Linked DNA regions of Mus musculus: regions 2 and 3 are each linked to region 1. A link is a contact called in public promoter capture Hi-C data. All regions are on one chromosome and are shown on one strand. The core of a region is the stretch at or near the end of the contact, and the rest is flanking DNA. Distances in the headings are between cores, read along the strand shown. Region 1 holds the start of Kbtbd8 (kelch repeat and BTB (POZ) domain containing 8). Region 2 overlaps Eogt (EGF domain-specific O-linked N-acetylglucosamine (GlcNAc) transferase). Region 3 holds the start of Tmf1 (TATA element modulatory factor 1).

What was found. Promoter capture Hi-C pulls out the DNA fragments that hold promoters and counts their contacts.
Region 2: a contact with region 1 is called in a promoter capture Hi-C map of hippocampal neurons, with 14 times the contacts expected there. The contact joins the enhancer-like site here to the promoter of Kbtbd8 in region 1. A contact is called at or near these places in 14 of 39 promoter capture datasets (the 3T3-L1 cell line, 3T3-L1-derived adipocytes, the C10 cell line and 9 more), 11 of 484 Hi-C or Micro-C datasets (the C2C12 cell line, the N1E-115 cell line, cortical neurons and 5 more), 13 of 115 datasets of contacts at active chromatin or transcription factors (astrocytes, embryonic forebrain, embryonic stem cells and 5 more) and 2 of 9 other capture datasets (adipose tissue and embryonic stem cells).
Region 3: a contact with region 1 is called in a promoter capture Hi-C map of pre-B cells, with 12 times the contacts expected there. The contact joins the promoter of Tmf1 here to the promoter of Kbtbd8 in region 1. A contact is called at or near these places in 14 of 39 promoter capture datasets (the 3T3-L1 cell line, the C10 cell line, cranial neural crest and 9 more), 4 of 484 Hi-C or Micro-C datasets (CD4 T cells, CD8 T cells and regulatory T cells), 3 of 115 datasets of contacts at active chromatin or transcription factors (embryonic stem cells and large pre-B cells) and 2 of 9 other capture datasets (adipose tissue and liver).

The regions. Positions count from the first base shown.
Region 1 is chr6:95,114,395-95,119,374 of GRCm38.p6, forward strand. Kbtbd8 (kelch repeat and BTB (POZ) domain containing 8) reads left to right here and starts at 3,486. Exons shown (of 4, transcript NM_001008785.5): 1 at 3,486-3,580; 2 at 4,129-4,339. The coding sequence starts at 3,565. Kbtbd8os (kelch repeat and BTB (POZ) domain containing 8, opposite strand) reads right to left here and starts at 3,237. Exons shown (of 2, transcript NR_153843.1): 1 at 3,198-3,237; 2 at 1-9.
Region 2 is chr6:97,116,292-97,120,895 of GRCm38.p6, forward strand. It overlaps Eogt (EGF domain-specific O-linked N-acetylglucosamine (GlcNAc) transferase), which reads right to left. Exons shown (of 18, transcript NM_175313.5): 11 at 4,421-4,513; 12 at 3,853-3,924; 13 at 3,672-3,758; 14 at 2,590-2,658. Among named protein-coding and RNA genes, the nearest start is that of Eogt, 30 kb to the right of the region's middle. Within about 2 kb of position 2,325, at least 4 of the 459 cell types and tissues checked have an H3K27ac peak or open chromatin away from gene starts, as enhancers often do.
Region 3 is chr6:97,175,748-97,180,410 of GRCm38.p6, forward strand. It overlaps Tmf1 (TATA element modulatory factor 1), which reads right to left and starts at 3,377. Exons shown (of 17, transcript NM_001081111.2): 1 at 3,135-3,377; 2 at 23-1,221. The coding sequence starts at 3,276.

The DNA of each region.
Region 1 (4,980 bases), core at 2,236-4,735:
GACAGTTGCCTGTGTACAAATTATAATCGCTAAAAGTTACTCTTTCAATGTTAAGACAGACACACACACACACACACACACACACACACACACACACAGAAAGGTGAATGCATTTTGTTCTCATCTTCTGAATTTGTTGTTTTCACGACTCTTCATCTTTTCTATAACTTAAAGATCAAGACTTTTTTCAAGAAGTTCTTTTTGCTTTTAGTTCCAAGGCAATATATACATACTATAAGAAAGCCCCAGGGTCTAACTTAAGTACAGTTCTTCCAGTTTGCTTTTATAGGTTTCTATCCTTTATATATTTTACTTTAAACTGTAACTATGTGGGAAAATTGCTTCAAAGGGCAACACAGTGGTGAATACATCAAGAGAACTGGGTTACCTTTTCGTCTTTCTTTCGAGGCTGTTCATAGGCTTGGTAGGTTTCTTTGAGATCTGTGGAAATATTTTGGGGCCACTTGGCAGGAATTTGACTTTGGGCCAGGACATAGGAAGTAAGCCCAGGAAGGAATCTGATTTGGGGCTAGAACAAAGAAATAGGCTTCAGGCAAGAATATGACTTTGGACTAGGACAGGGAAGTAGGCTCAGATATCTTGGTCATCCTGATGAGCCCCTAGAAACAGTGATCAGGGGACTTTGTTTATTGTCTTGCTTGTTCCTTACCTAGAACTGACCTTATTTCTTATATGTAATTAAAAAAAAGATTTATTTATTTATTTATTATATGCAAGTTCACTGTAGTTGTCTTTAGGTACACCAGAAGAGGGCATCAGTTCTCATTACAGATGGTTGTGAGCCACCATGTGGTTGGTGGGATTTGAACTCAGGACCTCCAGAAGAACAGTCAGTGCTCTTAATCACTGAGCCATCTCTCCAGCCCCTGTATATAATCAAAATGGTATAAAAGTAGATTGGGAAAAAAATAAACCCACCTCAGCCTCAGAACTGACTGAAGTCATGTTACAGAGTTGTCTAATTGTCTTTTTTCTTTTTAATCCTCACTCCAGCCCTGGAGAACCTGTTGACTGACTGAGCAGGCTTAGTCAAAGATCCTTCTGCTTATCCCTTTTGTTTAAAATGTGCATCATAATGATAACAAATCTTCTCTAGACAATGCCACCTGACCAGTTGTGGAGTCTATTTATAGGATATTCATGCAAATGGCAAGCTTACAAATTTTTATTTCTTACATTTAGATTTAGTTTCTGTACTTTGTAGTCTGCCCCATTCCCAAATTGACAAATCTTTGACCATTAAAGGATAAGGAAGCTTTCGTTTGCTTAATTTAGCAACAAAGACAATTACATTATTTAATTAGTACAGAATTAAATAGAAAATTGAGTTTTAAAAGCAAGAATGAAAGAAAATTAGCCAAGAGTCTCTTAAAGAGCTTTAACAGCATTGAAAAAGTTGTTGATTAAATTTGAACTTCAGTTAAACAACCAATAGGACTTTCTCCCAAAATGCATGCTTTCTGTTTTAATTGCTAAATTTATACTGATAATGCCATTTTTCTTAATGCCCTCAATATTGTGAGCAGAATGTTTTTACTAAATTATTGAATACATGAAAAATGCAAATCCAAAGTTAGAAGTAACAAACATGAAGTCAAATTTATCATGTAAAGACTATGCTGATAAGCAAGCCTTTAATGTTTCATTAGCAAGGACTGTGAGTGAGGCTCTTAAGCCCCGATCCCCAGGAAGCACCACATCTTATTAATTTGCCTAGTGGCACAGCACTTGGAACTTTGTTTAAATTTCTAACGTACCTAGGGAATAGAACTACTTTAAATCATTCCCACTCTATCAGTCACAGGTAAAATTTCAAGACCCCTTTAACAAGGTCACCTGGAGTTGGTGATGAGGCTCCCTGGGAGCTGGTAGTGTGCATGCATGGTGCCTGTGGTTCAATTTACAGCAATATACTAAATACATAAATAAAAAATAATAAAATATTCAACTGCTTGACCTAATGCTAGGAAAGTTACTACTGTGAACTAAGTCTCTACTGAAGCTTCCTTCCCATTCACTGATAAAGGGGTATCTGCAAGTATTTGTTCACTTCGCTTTCCATTCATCTTTTAAGTTTCTACAACTTGTCAGAGCATCCTGTTAGATGCCAGAAACAGGATGAGGAAATCAGAATAGATAACAAGGTGGCTGGGGAGATGGCTCCGTGATTAAAGTGCTTGCCATGCCGAGAGAGAGAGAGAGAGAGAGAGAGAGAGAGAGAGAGAGAGAGAGAGAGAGAGAGAGAGTTAATATCTCTGGGTTTCGATTGAGAGACCATGCTTCACTGTATAAGGTAGAAAAGCAGCGTTGTAGGATTTCTGACACCAATCTCCGGCCTCCACGTGCACCTGCACCGCCCCCCAACATGTACATCCACTCGTGCAAACAAAACAAAACAAAACAAAACACCAAACCACAGATACAAATGCACACACACAGAGACTCAGACAGACAGACAGACAGACAGACACACACACACACACACACACACAATAGGAGAAGAAAAAAAAATAGGTCAACAATAAAACCCCTGCTTTCTTGCAAAAAACTATGAAGTAGACTGAATGCCGAGTGCTCGCTGTTATAAGAGAGGTTCAAGGGCTGGAAGAGCTTGTGCAAGAGCCAGGGTTGAGCACGGTCCAGAGGAGCGCCAGGCTCAGCCTCTCTCCAGCATCTCTTCACAGGAAAGCCGGAGGCCCTCTTCACGTTCAAGAAGCCCAGGGGAAATCAATTATCCGAGTCTCCCTTGAGTACTCGAGCGCTCTTCGGTGTGACAGGTGTTTCCTGGTGTGCTAGAAATGCAAGCCAAGTGGATTCAGGTCCTGAGTGGCCATGTAACCAGACCCAGTTGATCTGTGAAAAGCGGGGCATGTGGCTAAGGGGATGCAATTTCAAGTGGGCGTTACAGGTGACTCATCAGAGACCTATCGATGGTGTGTGTGTGTGTGTTGGGGGGGGGGGGGTTGTCTTATATCCTTTGTATTTTTGGATAACAGCCCTCCTGACCATTTCCAACTTTTCGGAGTTTCATAGCCCTCGTGCAGAGCGCGTTTTCATACCAGAATCTAGTCACGGATAGGGAATTTGGGGTATGAAGACAATTATTTTTAAAGTGGAGTCGAGACTAGGAGAGAGGCCCTTGCCGGGGAAATTTGCTCAATAAGAGCTTTTCCTACCTCACTCCTCAGAGTGACAGTTCGCCTCAGCCAGATGACTACATTTCCCAGCGGGCGCTGTGCATCTCAAGGCACAGGCTGGCGGGCTCGGGGCGCTCCTCCGCCCAGCTAGCCAATAGAAATGCTCGGCTTGGGCCTCTGTCCGACTAGGAGCACGCGGGAACGGGGGCCTTAAAACTACATTTCCCGACGCGCTGGTAATCGCGCACTGACCAATCAGAGCCAGGTATTTTGAGGCTCGGGGAGGAGCCGACTCGGTCAGCCACCCTCATTGGCTAGGCAACGCTTAGCAGAGCCGGAACCCGGGAGCGAGCGAAACGCAATGACATTTCCTCTTTAAATAACCGGAGCCGGGGCCCCTGTAGTAATGGCCGCGTCGGCAGGTGGGTGGCGTGGTGCGGCCGCCCGCAGTGTCGGAGGAGGGAAGCAGGAGCGCGGGCGCCGGCCACAACCTGAAGCGGCGGCCTTAAGGCGGGAGGGAAGGATGGAGAGACGGCGGGCGCGGAGGCGAGGATGAATGGGGAGGAGGGCGGTGGGCGGCGCGCCCGCGAAGATGGGGCGTCTGGGTACCGGCCGCCCGCGAGGCGGTTGAGGGGTGCCCTGGCAGTCGCCCTCGATCGCGCTGCCCTCGGGAGCCTTCCGTCCCGCGCTCGACCCGGAGCCGAGTCCCCGCGCATCGCCGCCGCTGCCGGCTCGGCTGGCTCGCCTCACACGCTCCCTCCGCGAGCGCGGCGGTCCGGGCTCGCCGGGCTCCGGAGGAGCGCGCCGGCCTGGGAACTTGTTCGCCCTTGTTGAGCTCTCGGCTCCTAGAGCCTGTGTCGGCGCTCCTGTGCCCACACACGGACGTTTGTGTACGGGGTGGGGGGGAAAAAAACCCACGATGCCGTAAACTGGCTTCGAACTTCTTGTGGTTGTGCGATTTTTCTCCTAGATTTAAGTAAGTCTTCCCCAACACCGAATGGGATTCCATCTTCAGACACAGCCAACGATACCATGGATCCTTTCCATGCTTGCAGTATTCTTAAGCAACTCAAAACAATGTACGATGAAGGACAGTTGACAGACATTGTAGTGGAAGTGGATCACGGGAAAACATTTTCCTGTCATAGAAACGTTCTTGCTGCAATCAGCCCCTACTTCAGGTATGACGACGGTAGAAACTTATATATTACTATCCGTACAAGACTCCCTTTCAACCCAGTGTTAGCCACTTGATTGTGGTACTGAGTTGGGACAAATACATAAAGGCAAACCAGGTGTTTATTTTCTGAGAGTAGGTAACAGGTCTTGCTTGTCTTACTAATGAGCCCCTGTTTTGAGGTGGGATTCCAGAGTTTAGATAGTTGGATTTTAAGTTAGTGGACTTGTGAGGTATTCATACTATGTATGCTGCCAGCCACATTTGAAAAAAATTATAATGCTTTAAAATTAAAATCAGTGGCGACACTAAAACATGTCACGTGCACAGACAACTAAGTGTGGCTGGTGGCTGCTGTACTGGGCAACGGGGATATACAGTGTTTCAATCAATCATTGAAATGATCTAGAATTTTAAATATTTCTGATGTTTCCCCACCCCCCACCCCCGGTTTTTAGTACATAGGACTTTTTTTTTTTTTTTTTTTTTTTGAGTTTAAAACATAGGAACTTGCTCCTTTATAAATAAACTAGGATTTTAAGATTGTTTTAATGCCATGGAGTTTTGTGAAGAGTAGTGAAATAAAATACAGGTTATTTATGTCTTACTTTCCAAGATTCCCAGAAATAGTTCATGCTTTCTAAA
Region 2 (4,604 bases), core at 1,075-3,574, 2.0 Mb after region 1:
TGCAAGTTACCAGTATTCATGTATACAGAAGCCAGAGGACATCAGAGTCTTTCTCTATCACTTTACATTTTGATGTTTTTTTTTTTTGTGGTATGTATGTATGTGTGTAGTGTGTGTGTGCGTGCACGTGTTGTACATGTCAGTGTGGCTGTGTGGACATGTACATGTGTAAATATATTTGGAGGCCCAACGTCAATACTAGGTGTCTTTCCTCCATGGTTCTTAATCTTTTCTGAGGCAAAGCCTCTCCCTGAACCCAGAAGCTCCAATTTACTTAGACTGGCTGCTCAGTGATCTTTGGAGAGTCACCCTGCTGCCCACCTCACCTCCTGATCCCCATGGTGGGGATCCAGACTCAGGTCCACATGCCTGCACAGTAGGTCCTTTGTTACTGAGCCATTTTTCTAGTCCCTTCTTTTTAATATTCTGAGTCAGGCTCTCTCACTGACCCTGAAGCTCACTGTTTTGGGTAGACTGTCTGGCCAATGAGCTCCTAGGATCTGCATGTTGCTGGTTCCCAATACTGGGGTTATACACTCATGCAGCCATGCCTGGCTTCTAAGTCAGTGCTGGAGATTTGAACTTAGATCATCTTGCTTTCACAACATGCCCCCTGACCCACTGAGCCATCTCCCCAACTCCTAACGTTTCTTAATTTTTTTGCAGATAAAAATTTGCATGCATCACATATCGTTTATGTCTATCATTTTAGACCTTATTTAAATTCAAATGCTGACCGACTGTATCTCTTGACTTCCTCACCCTATTTCTTATCATTTCAGAGCACCTGGTGCTTTGAGAATGAGGGGACACAATGTTCCTGACGCTATGTTGACATGGCTCTTTCCACCCATTGTCTCATTTCAAAGAAACCACTAGGACACTGGGGACCATCCTGTGAAAATATTAAAGTTTTGGCAGAAAAGAAGTCTATTTCCCTGTAATTTCTAAAATCTCTTTGGCTCTGATTCTGGCAGGCAGAAAGTAAGAGAGCAGGAACAGCGAGCTGTCAAAGCAGCACCGTGATTCTGAGAGCCCCTGACATTGACGGCTTACATCTCTACCAGGCAACCCTACACAACATCAGCAGTGTCCGTGGCTACAAAATGCCTTGATCTCGACTTGGTTCAATCCCTAGCAAAGAAAGAGAGAGAAGGGGAGAGGAAGGGAGAGAACAACACCCTGAACTTCTGACCACACCATCTCTAACCGTAAGCAGAGCATCCGAATCACTGAATGCAGTCTAATTGCTACCCCCAGTTCATACGCATGTATGCACAACTGGACAGCACACGGGCAGTCACAAGATGGAAGTGTTTCTCTACAGTCACATTTCCCCCCAAGAGAGAACTAATTAGGCAGCAGGACCCTTCTTCATTTAACAAGGGAGACTCCCATCAGAGAAATCACGAGTGCGTGCAAGCCCCAGAATATGTCCTTTCTCTAGCCTCTAGCCACACAGCAGTGTCTCAACAAACATTGTACCAGGCTAAGTTTGCAGTAACTATCATTTAACCAGACCTCCTGGGAGCCAGGTTGTACTCCTGAGGCTGAGGCAGCAGGACTGGGAGTTCTAGACCAGCCAGACCTACATAATGAGCTTAAGGTGAGCCTGGGCGCTATATATTTGTGTGTGTGTGTGTGTGTGTATGTGCGTGTGTTTGTGTGTGTGTGTATATATATATATATATATATATATATATATATATATATATATATATATATATCTGAGTCTTATTCTCTGTTCACTGGTCAAAATGTAGTCAAAGCACCATTGCCCTTGTGCATACCCTTTGGAGTCCATATCCTGCTTCAAGGACAAGCAGCATGCTCTTGGGCTTGCCATTAGGAGTAGCGTTTGTACCGTCTGCCCATGGATTCTGAAAGTATCAGGCCTGCACCATAGCAGGTGCTGGCACTGGGCCTTTCCCTGAACTTTCTTCCCCCTAGTTTGAGGCTATCCCCTGGCCTGCCCTTTCCTGATAGCCTGGGCTCATAGGCACACTCAACCTCCTTTTGCATCCATCTGCTGTGAGAGGGCTAACAGTGAAGAACAGTCTCACTGTCAAGGCTCCCATGATTACCTGCCCAGTATGAGGCTGGATGCAATGTATGATTTTGTGCAGCTGAAATGAATTATGCCCAGGAGCAGTTTCTGAGACATTTATCCACTCAAGCAGATGGAACCCCTTTCAATGTATGTATTGCCAGATGCTACGGAAATACCAGGCAACACCAATCATCTCTCAAAAGGCGTGTTTGCATGTTGTTACTAGTTTGCCTGAAGGGGGAATTTTTTACCCTTCTGTTGCAGTCCAGACAAGACTCACAGTTTTGTTTGGCTTTGGTTTTGCCCATATTAGCGCTGATGTAGGTGAACATGTACAGTAGAGCACATCTGGATGGGTTGGGAGTTTGGAGAAGCTAAAAGCCAGTTTTCAGTAGGCTCAGGCCATTATGTATCTCTAGAAACTAATAGCTTCAAATAAAAACTTCTACTGCAGAGAGAGAGGGGGGGAGAGAGAGAGAGAGAGAGCATTAGCCAAGGAAGGCAAAGTCACTATTAAAAGTTCATACCAAAGCACTAACCTCGTCTTGGTTCAGGATTTTCCGGTATTCTGTGCTGCGTGCAAGAATGGTAACTCGAACTTTGCCATCCTGCAATCAAAATGAAAAGTTGGAATAATATTGGATATGCTCAGACAATAGAAAAAAAAATAAAAAAAAAGACAACCCAAATCTCAAATGCAATTTCCCAGAGAGGTGAAACTCACTAAGGAGACAGGGTGAATAGTAGCCTGGCTCCTTAACCATTATCCATTATCTCAGGAAATAAAAATATATATCTACTTTACAAGAAAGTACATCTATTCAATGAATTAATACTCAACTGTACATGGGACAAAACATGTCATATTGCAGTATAGAGGGACATGGATTAACATTATGTTAACATGAGGCAGGCACATGCTCTTGGTCAGATGCAGAAGCTAAAGGAGCTGATCTCATAGGTGTCCACAATTAAATGCTGGAGAATACTATAGACCAGTAGATAGTGGACACGGGAAAGAAAGAAATCAGATACACATTATGGATATAGGAGAATTGGGGTTTGCTGTCAAAATCACTGTAGTGTTAATAGGCTTGACAATAATATACTATTTCTAACAAAGCTAAAAGGAAAAATTTAGAATGCTCCCACAACAAAGGCAAGATTGATGCTTGAAGTAACAAAAATGCTTGGATAATTATACTGTGCCATGTGTCAAACTATAACACTGCACCCTAGAAATGTGTGCAGTTATTATATGCTGATTATGAATACATATAAGTGTTCCACTTTAGCCATGGAAGATAAAACCTGTTCATTACACTACTACTTCTTTGTTGGTTTGTGGGGTAGATTGTTTTTAGCAGGGATTACATGAGTTAAATGGGAGAAAATAGGGAGACATGGGTAAAGAAATAGACAACGGACAAGGAGAATAAAGGATATTCTTACAGTACCCTTTAGCTTATCTGCGGTGGCTACTGACTCCTGAATTCAGAGGACTACAGATTCAGCAACGTTATCATAGCAAGCACTGCCTCCGGCTTGCTTGTTTATCTACAAAGGTGGCATTAGAGATGAATACCCAAGCCTACCTCAGACCCCATAGCACATCCATTACCTTGGGTCCCTCTTGAGTGATGTTCAGCCTATGCAGCACATGCTGGGAGAAGGCTCTGAATAATCCTGTATTCTGACAGCCAGAGATCTAAAACAAAAGCACCAGTTCACACGCCAGCAAACACCCCTGCCCTGGGACTTCAGGTGATCGCAAGAAGTGTAAGGATGTCTTAGATGCTTACCAGAGGCGTGTTATAGAACAGCCCGTACCGCATGCGGGGCAGCAACGAAAACACGGCTTCTTTAAAACACACCTAAGAAGGAAGACAGTTTAGAAGATAGCACAGTAAGGTGAGCGCCCTTCATAGGACACCACTGGAAGGTACGCACCCTTCATAGGGTAGGCAGCGCAGTAAAGTGTGTGCTCTTTATAGGATACCACTGCAAGGTATGCACCCTTCATAGGGTAGACACCACAGCAAGGTCTGTGCCCTTTTCAGGATAGACAACACCATAGTAAGGTGAGCCCTTTATAGGACATCACAGTAAGGGATGCACCCTTCAAGCCAAAAGAGCAGTCCTCATTTTACAAAGTAAACCTTTCTAAGGTTTTAAGGTTTCTTTATAAAAATTCTAGCCACAAAAATCAAAAAAACAAGCAAGCAAGCAAACAAACAAACAAACAACAAAACCACCATGAAGTCAGAGCGATGGTAACAGCCAAAAGAAACTCAAATTAAATCTTTACTATATGAGTTAGTCACTTGCACTTGGCAGTCACTTAAAGACATTTCACCAGGTTTCCAGTACCTTTTTGGAATCATAGGTTTTCAAATGTATGACGTCATAGTCAGTAAATGCTTTCCAGGTATCGGAGAAGAGGTCACCATACCCGTAAGTGCTCTGAAGGTAGAAACACCAAGTTAGTGCCCCAAGAGGATGCTTAAGAGTACCCTTACATATGACACCACTTCTACACATGATAATATGATCA
Region 3 (4,663 bases), core at 2,127-4,626, 2.1 Mb after region 1:
CCCTCTTCTACTCTGTAGTTACCTTGCAAACATCTTCTTTCTCTGGCGGTGCTTTTGGCTGGTTTTCAACAGCTTCACACTGCTCAGTGGCCGGTCCAGAGGCAGAGTGCCCGCCACTTCCTGCTGTGGGAGAAGCCAATATATCTGGCTGGTCACAGTTCACTGGAGTAGCACTTCGGCCACTTTCCTCTAATTCTGCTTCCTCAGACGGCGCAACTAATGTCTCGTTTCCTTCCTCTTCTTCAGCATTCTCTTCAGTAGATTCTACTACTTTAGTCTTTGGGGTTGAAGGACTCACTATTATGGGTACTAAAGCATAGCCTTTGCCTGGCAGTTCGTCGTCTGAGTTGATTTCACTTACGCTCCGGCTATCTAGAGACTGCACGCTAAATGAGTCTATTCTTTCAAAAGCATCCGATGAGCAGCAACTCTCATTGAGCTTCTGGAAGTCATCTAAGCGGCTATACTCGGGACAAGCAGACGCAGAGAGGAGCTGAAATGACGTCTGCATGAGGTGAAGACTCGACTTTGCATCCGAAGTCTCTTGCCTCGAACTGGCCGAGCTCTCACTGATTACACTCTCGTGATCTAAAACTTCAATGTCACTAGTGGTGGAGGTGCCCGACGAGAAGGAGCTAACAGGAGGAGAAGGTGTGTTGCTCTGTCTGTCTTCGTGTTTTTGTTCTTTAGGTTCCAAAGCCATATCCTTCGTTTCTGCCGTGAGAGACTGAGTGGATGTGGTAGATACATCTTCTGTTGTGTTTACATTAACTACGTTTTCAGACGCCTTCAATCTCACAGTGGGCACCTTCACCTCAGACTCTTCACCTGCCGTTTCTTCATGCTTGTCTTCAGGTACAGGTGAGGGAGTGCCCACGGCTGAAGTCTCTCCAGAAACACACACGGAGTCTCTCACTTCAGCTGTCTCAGAAACTCTGGACTGGCCAGGAGATGACGATTCTTGTAAGCTGCTTTTCACTTCTTCCTCTGGCCGCTGGGATTTAGATGGAGGTTTTGATACCACTGGGCTCTTCTGAATGGTATGGGCATCCGACGGAGAGAGAAAGGCACTGAAGAAATTTTCAGATTCATCTACTACAGTCCTTCGAACTGGCTTTGTAATTGCTTGAGAGGCTGTTGGGGGACTCTGAGGTTCGCTGCTTGTTGAGTTCAATCCCCAGGTTGAAGTGTCCCATCCTCCACTCACAGGGGGACTTATTCCTTTGACAAAATAAATTAGTTCATTAAGTAAAGAATGTTAGCATTCGTATTTAAATCATCATCAGTCATCAAGTGGGAGCAAAGGGAATTTATGAACTGCACCCTGTAACTCGGAAAAGTTAGACTCTTTCCTTACAGCATCACTTTATTAGTTTCCAGGTTAACTTTGGGCGTTAAAGAATAAAACCAGTGTGGGCCAACCTATGAGAGTCTCAGGAACAAGTACAAGACCAGACTTGGTTTTGCCAGGCCAAAGCAAGTATGCTAGCCCCTCGGAATACATGCTTAAAGTAGTGATCAAGGCTGTACAGCCAGTGTGAAATCCCAGGCACATGGCTCATCTCACAAAGACAGTTCAAATCTTCACTAACAGGCACATGCAGTCACAGCACTATCCAGCCACACGCTCATTTTATTCTTGTAACATTATAAACTAAACAGACAGCAATGCTCAAAACTTAACCTGAGATAATAGAGACAGTCTTTTTCAAAAATCATAATTAAACTGATGAGAACAGTGAGTTCTAGTGAATGAATTCACTTTTATGTACTTAATGACCAGTCTGCAAGTTCCCCTCTCTTAAACCCCAAATTATTTTTTCCACATTTTTTAAGATAGCAAAATTACCAAAACTCTGCAATTAGAAGCTTATGGAAAGGGTACACAGACTTCCTGAGGAAGAAAAAAAAAAAAAAAACAACTCAAGAAGCCCTTTAATAAAATCTGCCTCTTAACGTGATTCCACAGCTATGAGGAATGAAGAGTGTTGGGGAAACTGAACTGGGAACAGAGTTTTACATTTATTTGTTCAGTGTGTGAAACCAGAAAACAAAGCTTAAGGCAAGATTAGGTCTTCGAGGTAGCTAATTAGCATCCTCACGGATACCAGGGTTTAACTTTGCCTCTTGAAAAATGTGGTACAAAATTATAGTAACCACACATCCACTTAAACTATTCCTATTCTTCAGACCCATGTTGTTTTGTAATCTAAAACACAACAGATGATCAATGAAAATAGCATTCAAGAAAGCATATTCCATTTCAGACAACCTGCCCTCTAAAATAAATTATACAGCACTATCCATGTCTCAGATTTCGCCCGGGGCGGGGGATAATGAGTATCTTTTTATTTGAAACATCTGATCTTAAGTTTAGTAACTCCAGCTCTGGGGTCCAACCACAAAAAGGCGAGCTTCCCAATAGCAAGGTGCCACAGAGAATGAAATAAGATCACGATATATCTACAGTCATACATAAACTACGTTATCAATGATTCAACTTAGGTCCCGAGTTTTCAACAATGTACATCTAAAACCAGAAACCACAGTTAACTTTCATCCAAAGGTTTGCCCCAGTGTCTGTTGCTACACACGAAAAGTGCTCCAGACTCCCTTAGACGTAAAGACACAAGCAACCGAATAATCCTGGAAAGAGTAATTTCAGTTCATCTGAAAGATCTGGTGCTGCAAAAAGGGCTACAGTTGGGAACTCTTGGAGCACAAATTCTCTTGGGACTCTGCCCCGTACAGACTGTGCCTCACCTGGAGAAAGTTATGCATTCTGAGTTTCGGTTAGCTCCTCTGTAGAACACGGGGTCTACCATCCCTGACTCGGGTTGTTTTGAGACGGTGAACTTTTTGTAAACAAAGTCTTTTGTGTTCCTTAAACGCTTCCCGCGGGGCTCCGGGACTGGGGATTTACAAGGCTCGGACCTAGGGCGCCAAGGCGGAAGACGCCTAGCAATTGGGGATCTGGGGCTGTGCTCCTGACTCTGTAGTCAGGGGCCTGGGGCCAGGACCAGAGCTCGAGCTGACACCTGAGGTCAGCAGGACCCGCACCGGGGCCGAGGCGTGCGGGACTGGGGTCCGACAGCAGGCAGGCAGGCAGGCGCGACACCCCGGGACCCGCTTACCCGGCTCGCCGTACGGGATGGCCTCGGCCCAGGCGCTCGGCTCCTCCTCCTGGATGTCCAGGACCCTGTCGATGGACTTCTGGGCCTGGGACAGGGCCTGCTTGGCGAAGCTGGACAACTGCGAGGCATTGAACCAGCTCATGGCCCCTCCTCAGCGCCGGCTCCGGCCGGCTCCGGCGGCCTCAGCGGCGGCCCCGGCCCCACCGCCTCCCGCGGCCGCGCGGCGCTGCGAGCCTTCCGCACAGCTGAGCCGGGCCCCGCCGCGCATGCGCCGCCCTTCCACGTACACAACCACCAGATCCGGGAGCCGAGTTCCGCCCAGACGGAAGGACGGAGGCGGTAGCGTGAAGCCACATCCGGGAGCGGAGCGGAGCCCTTAGTTACCAGCCGCCTCTGGGCTTCATGGCCGTTCTCAACTGAGGGACGCGATCTGCGCCGAGGCCCAGACCTCCGGGAGCGACCAGAGCCGCGTGTGCCTCGCTATAATCCCGGCGGCTAGGCCTCACACTTATTAATCTTGGTACTCAAAAAGTAGTTGGCCAGTTCTCGCCTGGCCTGGATGTCTATGCCTGACTTGATGGGCACGGTCCCCAGGTCCTGGAACATTAACAGATGAAACCACCTCCCTCTCAACCTAATTCTGTCATCTGAATGGCGTTCATCAGCACACTCCTATGTTAAGAGGTGGGGCTTTAAGGAACTTTCTGGGTCACGAGATGACTGTGACACCCACGGGAAAGAGATGAATGCCCTATTAAGAGGTGCCTACGCCCTCTCAAGCATAACATACCAAGGTCACGCCAGCCATGAACTAGAAATAGATGGCTCTCATCAGCTGTGCTCGTCTTGGACCTCCCAGTCACAAGAACAGTAAAAATCAAGTTTCTGTAGCCTATGAGCCAGCCACTTTATGGCAGTTTGTAACAGCGGTTTGGATGGGTTAAGCCACTTGGCAAGCAATAAAATATTAACCCATCAGTACATACTGTGCACACTGCCTAAAAGATACAGCTTGTATGCTCTCTTTCCCACACTTGGTCATGGGAGAAAATTTAAAGTCGATGGCCTTCCTTGTCCAGTCAGCAGCTGTTTGGTTTGGTTCTAATAATGCTAAAGAAAAATTTTCTACCAGCATTTAAAGGCTAAATTTAATTCAAGCATTAGCCCTTTGTGAAAAGAGACTCCTACCCTACACAAAGAACCACGGGTACTTAAGGAATGCCGAAGCTAGGAATGGGGTAAATCTTCCCCTGGGAAGGTTACACACTACCAAATGAGCAGCCCCGAAATCATCATACAGACTGAGGGTTGTACTAATTAATGCATTTGAGAACGCATATGTATACACACTTATATACTTAACAGTTAATAAAAGAGACTTAATTTGAGAGAGAGCAATAGAGGTCTATGAAAAAGTTTAGAGGGACGGAAGGGAAAGGGGAAATGTAATTTTATCCCCCAAAACATTCCCTAGGACTACCAGAACTACTAACAGGATGGCTTAAAATGACAGAAATGCTTTTGTGGTT